Linked DNA regions of Ovis aries: region 2 is linked to region 1. A link is a contact called in public Hi-C data. All regions are on one chromosome and are shown on one strand. Each heading gives the region's core, a stretch centred on a gene start, on an enhancer-like site or on the middle of the called end of the contact. The rest is flanking DNA. Distances are from core to core; before and after follow the strand shown. Region 1 overlaps LOC105615523 (a long non-coding RNA gene). Region 2 holds the start of LOC101104661 (growth-regulated protein homolog gamma).

Evidence for each region. A called contact is a pair of places that touch in the nucleus more often than the background predicts.
Region 2: a contact with region 1 is called in a Hi-C map of liver, with 3 times the contacts expected there. The contact joins the promoter of LOC101104661 here to the enhancer-like site in region 1. A contact is called at or near these places in 7 of 16 Hi-C or Micro-C datasets (liver, mixed tissues, omental adipose tissue and 2 more).

Annotation. Positions count from the first base shown.
Region 1 is chr6:89,759,106-89,766,044 of ARS-UI_Ramb_v3.0, forward strand. It overlaps LOC105615523 (a long non-coding RNA gene), which reads right to left. Exons shown (of 7, transcript XR_009601075.1): 3 at 1-6,939. Among named protein-coding and RNA genes, the nearest start is that of CXCL1, 73 kb to the left of the region's middle. Within about 2 kb of position 3,321, at least 4 of the 54 cell types and tissues checked have an H3K27ac peak or open chromatin away from gene starts, as enhancers often do. A contact at or near this core is called in liver and tail adipose tissue, where this site is marked.
Region 2 is chr6:89,811,343-89,818,505 of ARS-UI_Ramb_v3.0, forward strand. LOC101104661 (growth-regulated protein homolog gamma) reads left to right here and starts at 1,374. Exons shown (of 4, transcript XM_012180145.4): 1 at 1,374-1,531; 2 at 1,623-1,746; 3 at 1,856-1,939; 4 at 2,801-3,395. The coding sequence starts at 1,444. The coding sequence ends at 2,807. LOC105615523 (a long non-coding RNA gene) reads right to left here and starts at 2,736. Exons shown (of 7, transcript XR_009601075.1): 1 at 2,521-2,736.

The sequences.
Region 1 (6,939 bases), core at 2,071-4,570:
AGTGAAGTTGCTTAGTCATGTCCGACTCTTTGTGATCCCATGGTCTGTAACCTACCAGGCTCCGCCATCCACGGAATTTTCCAGGCAAGAGTACTGGCGTGGGTTGCCATTTCCTTCTCCAGGGATCAAACCTAGGTCTCCCTCATTGCAGGCAAATGCTTTACTGTCTGAGCCACCATGGAAGCCCAAGGTAGTTCTTAAATGGTCACTGTATCAATTATTTTATGTTTTATTCAAATATCTACCAGTTGCAATCAATTGCCAAGCATTTCTCCTAGAATTACATTATCTAGCCTGGAAAGCATTTTTCACTGTCTTGAAGGAAGTCTTTGAGGCTCTATCTTAAGACCTTAAGGAAATAAGAGGTAGAAATAATGAATTAGTCATGATCTTATAAAACCTTTAATCTGTGGCTTTCCTGACAGGATCTTACATGATTTATAATTTACAGCTTTTCTCTGTGTTTCAGGTAGAAGAAAATAAAGAGGAAAGGGTTCTGAAACTGCTTTGCAAGTATTTTTGGTAAAAACCAAAAAATAAATAATTGCTAACTAACCAACTTATAAAAGAGGAAAAAAGTAAAGATTAGAGATTTTTCTCATCCAGGCAGGCTAGGCCATACACTATTTGAAGTGTTCAATGTCAAGTATAATTCATTAACCACTTTTATTGAGACTAGCCTTGAAGAAAAATATATAGACACATTTAACAGCCTTCTTGACCATTTCAAACATATGAGGCTTGTTTTTCTATCTTGTTCCAACCAGGGGGCAGTTGATTATTAAGGAGACCACCTACACTTTCAATTGTTATTATTACCATAAACGTTTGCTGTAGTAAATTCGTACTGTTTGAATCATTTTCCATGAATACAGAGCCTTGAAGAGATATGGATTTGGGGCCACCTTGTGACGGATTTAGAAAAGTCCTGGAGGCTGAAACCTGGGGTCAGAAATTTTATTTCAATTACTAAATTGTTACCTTTCAACAAATATATTTTGCAAAGGGGTTCCATATGGTAATGGCTAATGTTTACTAGTGAAAGCATGATTGTCAGTGTTATACTAAGTTGACTTGTTTCTATGTCCCAGCCACTGCCATAAACATCTATATATTAATATAGTAAATCATTTTATGCTCACAAGAATCCTATGAAGTCAATGCCATCATATCACCACTTTACAGATGAGGCAGCCAAGGTTTAGAAGAAATAAATAATTTATCTAAGTCCCTGCAGAGAGCAAGTGAGGTCTTAAGAAGCCTCAAAATATTCTGGTTGAAGATATGAAAAAAGCTGTTCTATGTGCAAGTGAAAAATGACATGAAGTAAATCAATGTATCACCGTTTAGGAACATTTTAAAGCTTCAAATTGTATGTTACTAGCATATTTTGGATTAGAGACTCTGTATTTCTAAATGGACAAAATAACATAAAAAGGCAATAATCCTGGAAGAAAACCAAAGAACTGATAATATTATGAACAAACTCAACAGTATAGAAATTACAAAGCATAAATAATGACATGCCTGGTACTTATTCCCCTATGATCTATTTTTGACCTTTCAGTCATGTTAAAAGATAATTTGTGCGTGTGTGTGTGTGTGTGTGTGTGTGTGGAACTGAGGAACACACATTTTTCAAGCTAAAATTAGTGTTAAATACTCTTGAATTCTATTTACAGTGTGCTGGAATTTTCACTGAATTATGCATCCTGTATTTTTCCTTCAGGGATCACAGACAACATCCTTAAAAATAGAAACGCTACTTTAGAAACGGCTCCCTTTGTTGTTTGAATTTCGTGTGTCCAGTGTTGGTGTAGACATGGGGTTCCATAACCCAATCCCCACTTCATGGAAGAACTTTCCTGTCTGGGGGCAGGGAGCCGCTTTGAGCAAGATCATGGCCTTCCTGGGTCAGCCTGCATTCTGTGGCTCGGTGAGAGTGTAAAGGTGGGTCATCTCAGCTTCAGGTGGGGTGACATTATTTGCCCTGGGGCTTGTTCTCTGGGCTAAGTCTATGTAGGGCTTGCAGAACAATTCAACTGTTTTCTTCTGTCCAATTCTGCTCCCTCCCCCTTTTTTCTTAGGTTCTGATCCTTAATGTATGTCTTAGACTCCAAGATCATCTTGGAATTTGCCTCCTGTTTTTTTAAACTGTGATGAAAAGCACATGACATCAGTTTTACTCCCTTAACCATGCTTAAGCGTACAGTACAGTAGAGTTAACTGCAGGCACTTGTTGTTCAATAGATATCGAGAACTTTTTCATGAATATCTGCTTCCTGAAAAGTCAATCCGTGACCACACTTTCTCTAATGCTCTAAATCTTTTCAGGATGTTTTGAAGTGTAGTTCTTCTTTCTTGGTAATATCCTAAACAGGTTTGCAACATGAAATTCTGAGACTGAAAGATGGCAGAATCCACATAACGCAGAGGATCTGCAATGATCACATCCCTTTTAAAAACGGGGTCAGTGAATGTTTCCCATGCACCTTGAAGATTATGTTTTTCCTTTTTCTAGCCTGCATAAGAAGTGGATAAAAACTGGAAGACTTTCTCCTTGGAAGTTTTAAGAAGACAGTGAAAGGTAATTATTTTTATTGAGAGGCCCAAACAACGTGGCAGGTATCTAACAAAGGTTTTGACTCAAAGTTTTCAGTCCTGAGCATCCCATTTGGGATTTTAGAGTTAATTATGTTTATTCAAAGTTGATGTCACATCAAAACTTTGTACTTTGGTAACTCTAACACTAAAATAGGTTAGGCTATTGTAGTGGTTTTCAGTACTGTTGCAGTAATTTAAAGGTGGCTAAGAATTTTTTTGCGACTTCTTCCATTGAGAGGTAGAATCTAATTACCCTCCTCTGAATCTGAGTTGGCATCAGTGACTTCCTTGACAAATAGGATATGACACAAGTGATATGGCATGACCTTTGAACTAGATCTTGCAGCTTCACCTTAATCCGTAGGGACCACTCTTCTTAGGAGTCTCTGAGCAGACTAGTGTTTTCCTCAGGACTTGAGAGGTAAGGTTAGAGGGACAGATGAGGAATGAGGAAACTTTTGAGGGTGATGGATATTTTACTTACTAAGATGGATGTTTTTGATGATGGAACAATCTGGTGATGATTTCATAAACATATATGTATACCAAAGACCATAAAGTTGTTCATTTTAAATATGTACAGTTTTTGTAGGAAAAGTACGCTTCATTAAAGTTGCAAAGAGAGATAGAAATTGGTTATCTCAAAGAATTTCCTCAGGCGCCAGAAAGTCTGGCCCAGAGGACTCAGTTGGAATAAAAAGGCAACTGAATTTCACAATAGAATGAAGCTGGCAAAGGCAACATAACTATTCCTCACTGGATAGGAACACCACAGATCACACCACTGATCCCCTGAACTAAAAAAAAAAAATGATTGCTCTAATGAAAGTGTTTGTTTCTGGTGCTGCATCTGAAAAGAGAGGCACCTTCTTCTTCGGCTGCCACCCATTGCCAGTTACACTAGTTCTTCCGGGTGAGTTTCAACACAGATTATCTTCTTAGGTATTAAATCCTATTGGGAGTACTCAGATCAGCCCAGAAGCATCTATTAAAGTTCATTAAAAATCTTTTTGAGGAGGAAAATGTGGTTTTTTCCTTCCTTTCAATAGGTTTTGGTACCTAGTATTACCATCTCATAATCTCACTCTGAAACCAGGGCTTCACAACAAGCTAAAGAGTTCATAACAGGGTTTGGAAAATAAATACTTAACAGCCAACTTTTGTTGACCAATAAAAGTACAGAAACCCTCTGTCAGTCAAGTTTTTCCTGGGACTCTTTTTCACTATAACTCAAAATGTATATATGAGGAGATTTCAAAGTAATTGTGTTGGTCAACTTTTCTTTAATAGAGGTTCTTAGACCATTGGTCTCTACCAAAAATAATTATCCAAAATTGTTTAATATACTTCAGTTACTCAATGTTACCATTACTTGCTTCCCTTTCATATATCTAGTGTACTTTTCATCTACAGAGTATACCTAAACCCCAGCACAAATCTTCCCCTCTATTTTATCTTTCTATTTGCTGATTACTTGAGCTTCTCCTATATAAAAGCTTTTTAGATCCAAATCATGGGGGTTTCTATAATGACGCCCAGGAGAGAAAAGGAGTATGCTTTATTTTTTCCCCATCTTTCCCTTGTATTGAGATAGTTTTCATTAGCATGCTGTGGCACTAATATACCTGTACTTTAAAGAGAGTAAAAATAGTCTTGTCAATGTGCCTTCTTCTACTATAAATTTTAGATCTGTATGACCAGGGTCACCAGATTCCTTTCTTTAATTCTATAGATTATTCAAGGAATTTTATCTTCTCAATACTACACCTTGTTTTGGGGACCTCAAAAGTTATAACATGTACATTATCACACAGTTGCAAATTCCAGCTTCTAGATTCAGGATAATACAATCTTTTTAAAAGTGCTTTGAAAGTAAGCATTCATAGATGCCAACTTCTTACCATCTTAGACAGTTCCCATGAAGCCCAGTACCCCTTATTCTCTGTCAAGTATATCTTGTCTATGTATCCAGATGATCTGTTGCTGGTAGAAAGTAATTTAGAAAGCTACTTAATCATCTGCAGAGTGGTTATATGAATTTACATTTCTCTTTGGGCAATGTATGTGTTCACCTTTTTCCGTATACTAATGCTCAGAGTTGTTTGATATATTGTTTCTTAGTACCTCATTGTGGTTCAATTTGCATCTCTGTTAGGCAGAAAGCATTAGCATCTTCTCATTTAAATTTATTCTCCCACATTTTATAATAGATGGTCTTTTTCTTCTTGCTTTAATTAATTGAATAAGCTAAAAACTCATTGTGGAAAAATGAAATTTTTATCATGTTTTAAATTGATGTTGGTGACATATTTCAGATGCACCTAAATTATCTCTGACTTTCAGTTCAGTTGAGTTCAGTCGCTCAGTCATGTCTGACTCTTTGCGACCCCATGAATCGCAGCACACCAGGCCTCCCTGTCCATCACGAACTCCTGGAGTTCACCCAGACTCACATCCATCGAGTCAGTGATGCCTTCCAGCCATCTCATCCTCTGTCATCCCCTTCTCCTCCTGCCCCCAATCCCTCCCAGCATCAGAGTCTTTTCCAATGAGTCAACTCTTCGCATGAGGTGGCCAAAGTACTGCAGTTTCAGCTTCAAAATCAGTCCAAAGAAATCCCAGGGTTGATCTCCTTCAGAATGGACTGGTTGGATCTCCTTGCAGTCCAGGGGACTCTCAGGAGTCTTCTCCAACACCACAGTTCAAAAGCATCAATTCTTTGCTGCTCAGCTTTCTTCACAGTGCAAGTCTCACATCCATACATGACCGCTGGAAAAACCATAGCCTTGACTAGATGGACCTTTATTGGCAAAGTAATGTCTCTGCTTTTGAATATGCTATCTAGGTTGCTCATTACTTGTTTTCCATGGAGTAAGCATCTTTTAATTTCATGGCTGCAGTCACCATCTGCAGTGATTTTGGAGCCCAAAAAAATAAAGTCTGACACTGTTTCCACTGTTTCCCCATCTATTTGCCATGAAGTGATGGGACCAGATGCCATGATCTTCATTTTCTGAATGTTGAGCTTTGAGCCAACTTTTTCACTCTCCTCTTTCACTTTCATCAAGAGGCTTTGATTTCCTCTTCACTTTCTGCCATAAGAGTGGTGTCATCTGCATAACCTGCAATAACCTCAGGGTTATTGATATTTCTCCCGGCAATCTCTGACTTTACTAGGTCTTAATAGGAACAATTTTCAATCTGCTCCACCTTTATTCAGAGTTTTCAATCTTTCTCCTAACTATTGCACCAGACTACTCTCATCAACTCTAATGTGCCTGTAAGTCTGTAGACATATAAGAATACCTAAATTTTTATCCAGCCTTGAGCCTCCTAGCTATGTAACCACAAGCATATCACTTAACTTCTTTGTGCCCTGGTTCCCTCATCTGTTAAATTTAAAAATGATACCACCTATTTTGAGTTACTATGAGGATTGCACATATGCAGACAAGATAGAGAACAATGATAATTAGACAAAAGTACATAACACACAAAGAGCATTCCAACTTCTACTCATTCTTTTGCTTGTTTGCCTTGTGTTTTTAGCAGTTTATTGACAGACTCAAAGGTGGTTTAAAATAATATTTAATACAGCCTTGAAAATTATCTTTAGGAGTCCATCTACTACCTATTCCATCGGTGGAAAAAGAAGTCTACAGATTTATGTTTCAAGCCCATAGTTGTGTGCCTTATTTCCTCACAGTATGACTTTATTCATTCTTATAACCCTTGAAAAAAGTTCATTTCTCATCAGGATATGGAAAGCTTTTATGAAGAAAAGCATTTTGGCTTCTGAAAGCAATTATTAAAATAGATATTCCTCTTATTGTCTACTGCCAACTCACTTGTCAAGCCAGTCTTTTATGTGGGAGAAAATGGATAATAATCAGACCTTCTCCTAATGCTAATAATCACTCCAATTGGACAGTATGGCTAGCTTTGGATGCACTGTAGATTCAAAATTAAGAGAAACTGGACCTAAGGAAGAAGAAGCCATTTGTTTGAAGCCCTGTTGTTAGCAGAAGTCACATGGTTATATTTTCAAACCTCAGTTAACTATAGATGTAATTTCACAAAGCTGTCTTGAAACAAACAACAGCAAGAATCAGCAAAGGTGAAAACAAACTCTTCAAGCGCAATGTATCCAAGATAATTAGAACTTCTAACACAATCAATACCCTGGCTAATCCAAACCTTATAATGTCTACATTATACCTTATGATCTGTAAAACATATTATAATTTAGTCCAGGTATCCTGAAGATAGAATGGTAACAGAGCATAGTAGTTGGAACTAAACATCCTGACTAGATCCAACCAGGTTATCTTTCAT
Region 2 (7,163 bases), core at 124-2,623, 50 kb after region 1:
CTGAGCACACACTCTTCTAGAAATGTTAACACATTTCATATTCATAACAATTCTGTGAGGTAGACACTATCATTAGCTCGCTTTAACAGAGGAAGAGCAAGAACAGGGACAGATTAAATAAACTGCCCATGATCCCATGGTGGCAGGTAAATGTACAGTTGAGATTTCAGCCTTGACAGCCTGATTGACAAAATCCCTCTGTTCCTGAGGCAGACCCTCTTCCTCCACTCCCCAATCCTTCTCACAGCATCCACAGAACATCACACACATCCCCAAAGTCCTTACCTACTCTGGAGGGTCAACTTAGACCAACTACAGTTTAATCTAAAAAGGGATATTGAAACTGATGCTGCAAGTGAGAAGGCCTCAGTTACATAGAATTTGAAATGTAAGTACATTGATAGTTGATTCCCAGGAGGAATTAGTTCAAAGAAATAGGCAAATTCAAATAACATGGAGTGAAATGTATTAGTAATCTAGTATTTGTGTCCAAAGCCATATCTGCTGTTTAAAGTCAGGAATCTTAGGCACTCACTTTCTGATCTTAAGATCTTTTCTGCCCACAGACAGGCCTAGGAAAGGTGAAGGGACCTCCTGAGCCCAACTTGGCCCTTTATAATACCTTATATCTGCGGTGAGTGAAAACACAGCCTTCTGTGTAACAAAAAGTGGTGCTCTTGGAATCACTAAGTTCCAGAATTTCGAAGAGAGGACAGATAACAGATTACAACACAGTATCCTAAAATAAACAGGGAATCAACCCATTTAATAGTCAGGTCCCTGGCCCTCGCCCCCAGTTCATATCTCAAACAAAACAAAACAAAACAATGGCACTAGTGTGATTTATTTTTGATCCTAGAACATCAGGTATTAGACAAAGGTTCTTACATATAAACTGAGATGATATGTTATTTTAAAAAGTGCATTTATGTCAGGGATTCATAAAGTCTACAAAATGCAAATTAAAGAAAAAGGAAAGATAGACAAAACAAACAAACAAAGGCTGCCATTCTAGCCTCAACTCGTTCAATCTCCAAAATGGAAGTGTCTTTGAAAGAAATTAACTCCCCCCTAAACTGTGGTGCAGTCCCTATACTAGTCTGACAACGTCCGCTGACAACCAGGGGTGTCCGGGCGCCCACGGCACCCCTCTCGACCTTAGGTAGCCCCAGCCTGGCGGCCACTCATTCCCCACGTGGGGATTTGGGCACAAAGAGGACACCCCGCGTGCGTGGACTCCCCGGGAGGCAGGCGGGGCCAAGCCTTCCTTCCGGACCCGGGAATGACCCGCGCGTCCGGGAATTTCCCGGGCCCGGGGCTGCCAACTCCCGCCCCAACCATGGATAAAAGGGGTTCGCTAGGCTCCGAGAGCCACAGAGCCCGCTCAGCCAGCGCTCCCGCCAGCCTTCCCGCCGCAGACACAGACCCTCCGAGCTGAGACCCATGGCCCGAGCCGCGACCGCCGCTCCCCGCCTCCTCCGCGCCGCGATGCTGCTCCTGCTCCTGGTGGCCGCCGGCCGGCGCGCAGCAGGTGAGAACCGGAGCCCGGGATCCACTGGGCGGGACGGGGACGGGCGGGTACCCATGGGGGCAGCCCCTAACCCACTCTGTCCTTCCCGCAGGGGCGCCCGTGGTCAATGAACTGCGCTGCCATTGCCTGCAGACTTTGCAGGGGATTCACCTCAAGAACATCCAGAGCGTCAAGGTGACGCCCCCGGGCCCCCACTGCGGCCAAACCGAAGTCATGTAAGTAGAGCCATTGTTGTTGTTCTTATCACCCCGGCAGTCCGGATGCCCCAACCTAGACTTACAGCCCGACCTCCTGCCTCACGTGGATTCTCCCTTCTCTCTGCAGAGCCACTCTTAAGAATGGTCAGGAAGCTTGTCTCAACCCTGAAGCTCCCATGGTTAAGAAAATCATCAATAAGATGCTAAACAAGTAAGTCATGGATTTTATTCCTACTTGCAACTAGAGCCATTGCCCTCAAATACTGGCATCTACTTCCTGAAAATAGTATTTGATAAACCCACAGTTTAGTTGTAGGACTAAAAACCATTATTTCCCATTAAATTTGATCTGCTCTAGTGTCCGAAGGCTGTTTCCAGCTCCCTCTGTCCTGACCCTCCTCTCCATCCCCATTCAAATGAACCTGTATGTTCCTAAAAGATTAAGTAGGGCTCTCCTGGTGGCTCAGAAGGTAAAGAATTCACTTGCAATGCAGGCGACCCAGGTTCAACCCTTGGGTCAGGAAGATCCCCTGGAGAAGGGAATGGCTACCCACTCCAATCTTCTTGACTAGAGAATTCCATGGACAGAGGAGCCTGGTAGCCTACAGTCCATAGAGTCACAAAGAATCAGACACAACTGAGCGATTTTAAAAGACTAAGTAAATTTAACCAGAAATGGTAAAATGCTTCCAACCCATTAAAGAACAGATGTTGTTTACCTCCATTCCTCAATGGTTTCTACCTGAAAAATGGAGACCCGGGTTTCCGGCAACCAGGACCTCAGAAACTTACCAGTGAAGAGCAGGACTTTGCAGTGAAAGCTCCCTGAGTTCTAGGATGCCTGTGAAAGTTTTAAAATCTTTTTTAGCAGAAACCTTTTCTGAGTGCAAAGCTGGGCCAGGGTCTCCATGCAGAAGTCCCTCCAGCCTTGGGGCCTGTACAAGAAGAATAGCTTTCCTCAGCACCTGTAACCCTAACCCTTTTCTCATTGTAGGGGCAGCACCAACTGACCTAGAGGGAAGTAAGAAATTCACTGGTGACAGTTCCTGAAAAGTGGTCTCTGCTCTTACAGGAACTGAAAATGAAGACGAGAACGGCTGGTTTCCAGGGACAACTAGAAAGGACGTGATGTGCTGGACTATTTTATATGAGTTCTATTTATTTATATATGTATTTATTTTTCAAAGCTGGTATTTTAGTCTTTTACATGTTAGTGTTTAAAGATGTGATTATGTTAATCAAACATAACCCAGTCCTGATTGTTATTTAATATGAAGATGATGAGTTTTAAATGTTTTATTCAACTGATATTTATTGGAAGACCATAAAGTGCTAGGCTCTGAGAGAGAGGCGGAGTCGATGAGTGGGAGAGGGAAGTTCTTATAATCAGTGAAATCACTACTAGAATCAGGGAAAGTATGTGCATTTCTATTTCTGTACTTTTTTTTAAAGAATGTCAGTTGTTATTTATTGAAATGATTTCATATTATGTGATCAACATTTTAATGTTGAAATTTCCCTTGGACATTTTATGTCTTGCTTGTAAGGCATAATGCCTCGTTTAACGTTTACTATGTGGTGTTTCTCTTTGTTTTGGAACAAAGAAGTTAAAACTACTGTTACATTTTTTAAATGGCATGAAAATAAAAGTTTTGCAAAAAAAATAACATGATTAAGTTTTGTTTTATTCTTCTTGATCTTTAGTTCCTACTGGGTGCTCAAGGTATTATACACTTAGGCTTAGATTGTACCTAACTTTATGCCAACTCCTTGCTACTATTCCCTTATTTTTCTCTAACTTGAGAAGGAATATTTGATATACTACCCTCCTCAACCACTTTGAGAATTCTAGTTTTATTTTTAAAAATCCCTATTTTTTTCACACTGACCAATTTGTTATTCAAAATTAGTTCTTTATAAACTGTTGAATTTTTATTAATATTTTAATAAGGGCTCCTATTAAATTGTTTTGATTAATGGTTTTCAAACAGCTATGCCATTCTTTTCCTTTTAATGAAGCTGGGAGAAAAAGATAGAAAAGTAGATTATTCCTAAGAACAGGAGCAGTTTGTGTTGTTTAAAATGACAATAATAATGGTCAGTAGAAATAAGTACATACTGTACAGTAAAATATATGACAAAAGTAACACAAATGATAGGGAGATAAATAGATTTATAATACAATGTATCATAAAATATAATACATTGTTAGAGAAAGCTTTAAAGAAAATTGCAATGTGGCAAGAACATAGTAACTTTTAGGATGACCAATAAAAAGAAAATGCTAAATTTTAGATTTAAAAATTTAAAAAGGGGAGAAAATGGAATAAAAGAAAATACCTGTATAATACATAAGTAGACAAAAATTAAAGAATAAAGAGACAAAACAACAGATGGCACAGGGAGAAATGGCTTCCTTTCGGAAGGATTTCTAATAATATAAGTAGAGCCTCTTGAAGGTGGGGTTTAATTCCAACCCTCTCACACACACCTGAGTTTGGGCTGGACTTAGTGACTTACTTCCAAAAAAGAGGTAAGGAAAAAGGAAAAACAATAAACTTACAGTAGAGAATCTGTCACTTAACCAAGTGATTAAGGTTATTATCACTACTTGATATCACTTGATATCATGTGAGCATCATGTACTCATATAATGTGATAAGAAGGACACTTCATCTTCATGATATTCTTACCCCAAATCAATAATCCCAGTGTAATCATCAGAAAATCATCCTAAAAATCCACATGGAGGAACATTCTACAAAATAACTCATGAGCATGCTTTAAAACTGTCAAATTCATGAAAGACAAAACTGAGAATCTGTCACAGCTCTAAGGAGACAAAAGACACATGATTTAATGCCATGTGGTATGCTGGATTGGATCCAGGAATAGAAAAAAGACATTAATGGAAAGTGGTGAGACCCAAATGGAGGCTGGAGTTTAGTTAACAGCAATGTGCCAATGCTAATTTCTTAGTTTTGACAAGTGATTATAAATATGTAGGATATCAACAAGAGGAGATACTGGGCCAAGGTCCACAGGAACTCCTTGTGCTGTGTTATACAAGTGTTTAGTAAATCTAAAATTATTCTGGGGCTTTCCTGGTGGCTCAGTGGTAAAGAACATGTTTGCCAATACAGGAGACGTGGTTTTGATCCCTGGTCCAAGAAGATCCCACATGCCACAGAGCAAGTAAACCCATGTGCAACAATTACGGAGCCTGTGTTCTCCAGCCTGGGAGCCACAACGACAAACTCCATGCTGCAGCTCCTGAAACCCACTCAGCATAGGGTCTGTGCTCTGAAACAAGAGAAGCCACTGCAAAGAAAAGCCCATGCACTGTGACTAGAGAGTAACCCCGCTCCCTGCAACCAGAGAAAAGACTGAGCAGAAATGAAGACCCAGCTCAGCCAAAAAAAAAAAAAAAAAAAAGGTAAGTTAATTAACTTTGAAAATTATTCCAAATTGAAAGTCCATTTTTCAAAAGATAAGACATTAAATCCAAATATATTAGAAATTATAGTATATTGAAATGGGATGAAAACTCAAAAGTCAAAGACCATTAGGCTGTGTAATTAAGACAAAAAGAATTAATGTTGCTTAAAAAAGGCACACTTTAAACATTAGGACCTAGATCATTTGAAATGAAAAGAATTAAAACATGATATCATGCAAAAAACAATTGAAAGAAACCTGGCATGGATATATTGATGTATTAATTACTTATTAATTTATTATTAGTATAAATTATTGATATACTTGTTAATGGTTGATATATTGTGCATGCATGCTAAGTGACTTCTGTCATCTCTTTGCAACTCCTTGTGAGCCTACGGACTTTAGCCCGCCAGGCTCCTCTGGGATTCTCCAGGCAAGAATACTGAAGTGGGTTGCCAGGCCCTCCTCCAGGGGATCTTTCTGACCCAGGGATTGAACTTGCATCTCTTACTTCTTCTGCATTGGCAGGTGGGTCCTGTACCACTAGCACCACCTGGGAAGTCCCTGATTGATATATTAGTTACAACCAAATAATACATTAAGACTTGAGATATAAAGAAGGCTGATTTAAAATTAAAAAGTGGCAATTTTACAAGGGACAAAAATACTTAGCGAACTTAATAACATTATCAAAATATATAAAGCAAAATGGAGAGAAACTAAAAGGTGCAATATATGAAACCACAGTCAGTTAAAGGTTCTAACAAACTTCTCTCAATACTTAATAGACAAAGCAGTAAAAAAATCATAACAGTATAGAAGAGTTAAACAACATGACCGACCAATCTGGCTTGAAAAAAACACATGGGCATGTTTCACCTAACAACTGCATAAACCACGTTTGGTTTTCCAGCACACAGATAACATTTTCTAAAAAAGATTATATATGAGTCATAAAGAATGTATCAACAAATTTTAAAACCTTGAAAAGTTACAGAGGATATTCTCTGATCATCAAGATTTTTATGATGATTATAACTTTCCTAGCTGAACTATGTAATAACATATCACTGTGCGTGATATGTTTGCTGTGATTTATAACTCATCTCTCAACTTCCTAAATTTTGCTTCCGCAATACAGAAAGCATCAAAACAGAGTCATCATGCTGCTTTCATGCCCATTATAGCCAAGAGTGATAAAAAATATTTCCACAGAGACATTTCCTCACTTCCTATATCTATTTCTTGACATATTCTTTGGTAATTTTGGCATTTCTGTATTTTTTTGGCTTATACATATGTGATGTACTTTAATTACCTCTGCAAAAGTTTAAAAAACAATCATAAAAAAATGGAAAGTCAAAGTTTACACTGAAATCTATTCTTTAGAAGACTTGGAATAATGCCCAAACTTAACATATTACTTGGTATTCAGAGATAATTGAAATGAATTTAAATATTGAGAGATTTTGAAGTTGTCAGGCTGTCTTTACAACAGCAACAGAAGGTAAGACTAACTCTACTGCAGAAGAAAGTACGCATGAAGAAGCACTTTATGTTTCAGCTTTTTCCACTACATATCTTTTGCAAAACTGACCACAATCTCTTGCATCAATATATTGTATGTGCTTTATAAATGCCCTTTGACTTAATATTTCTGACCTAAAACTGATAGATTGTCAGGTATTTCTCCAGTAAAGAGGGGTTTATTTAAGACCAGCAAAGAATTGCAATTTGAAGTCTGCAGCCATGGCAAGCTCCATCCAAGTCCCCAAGCGGTAAGGGAAGAAGAACATTTTTATAGAAAGGAACAAGAAGTTGGGAGGGCTACAGTAAGCAAAAAGTCCAAGGATTTTCATTGAGTCTTTGCAAGGAAAGGAGTCTTCCTCCTGCTGGGCTCAGTTCTTGTCCCAGAGTGTGAGAGCTCCCCCTTCTGGTCATTCTGTTCTATCTGGGTTTCTATGAAGTTTCTGCTTATTATTATTTATTATTGT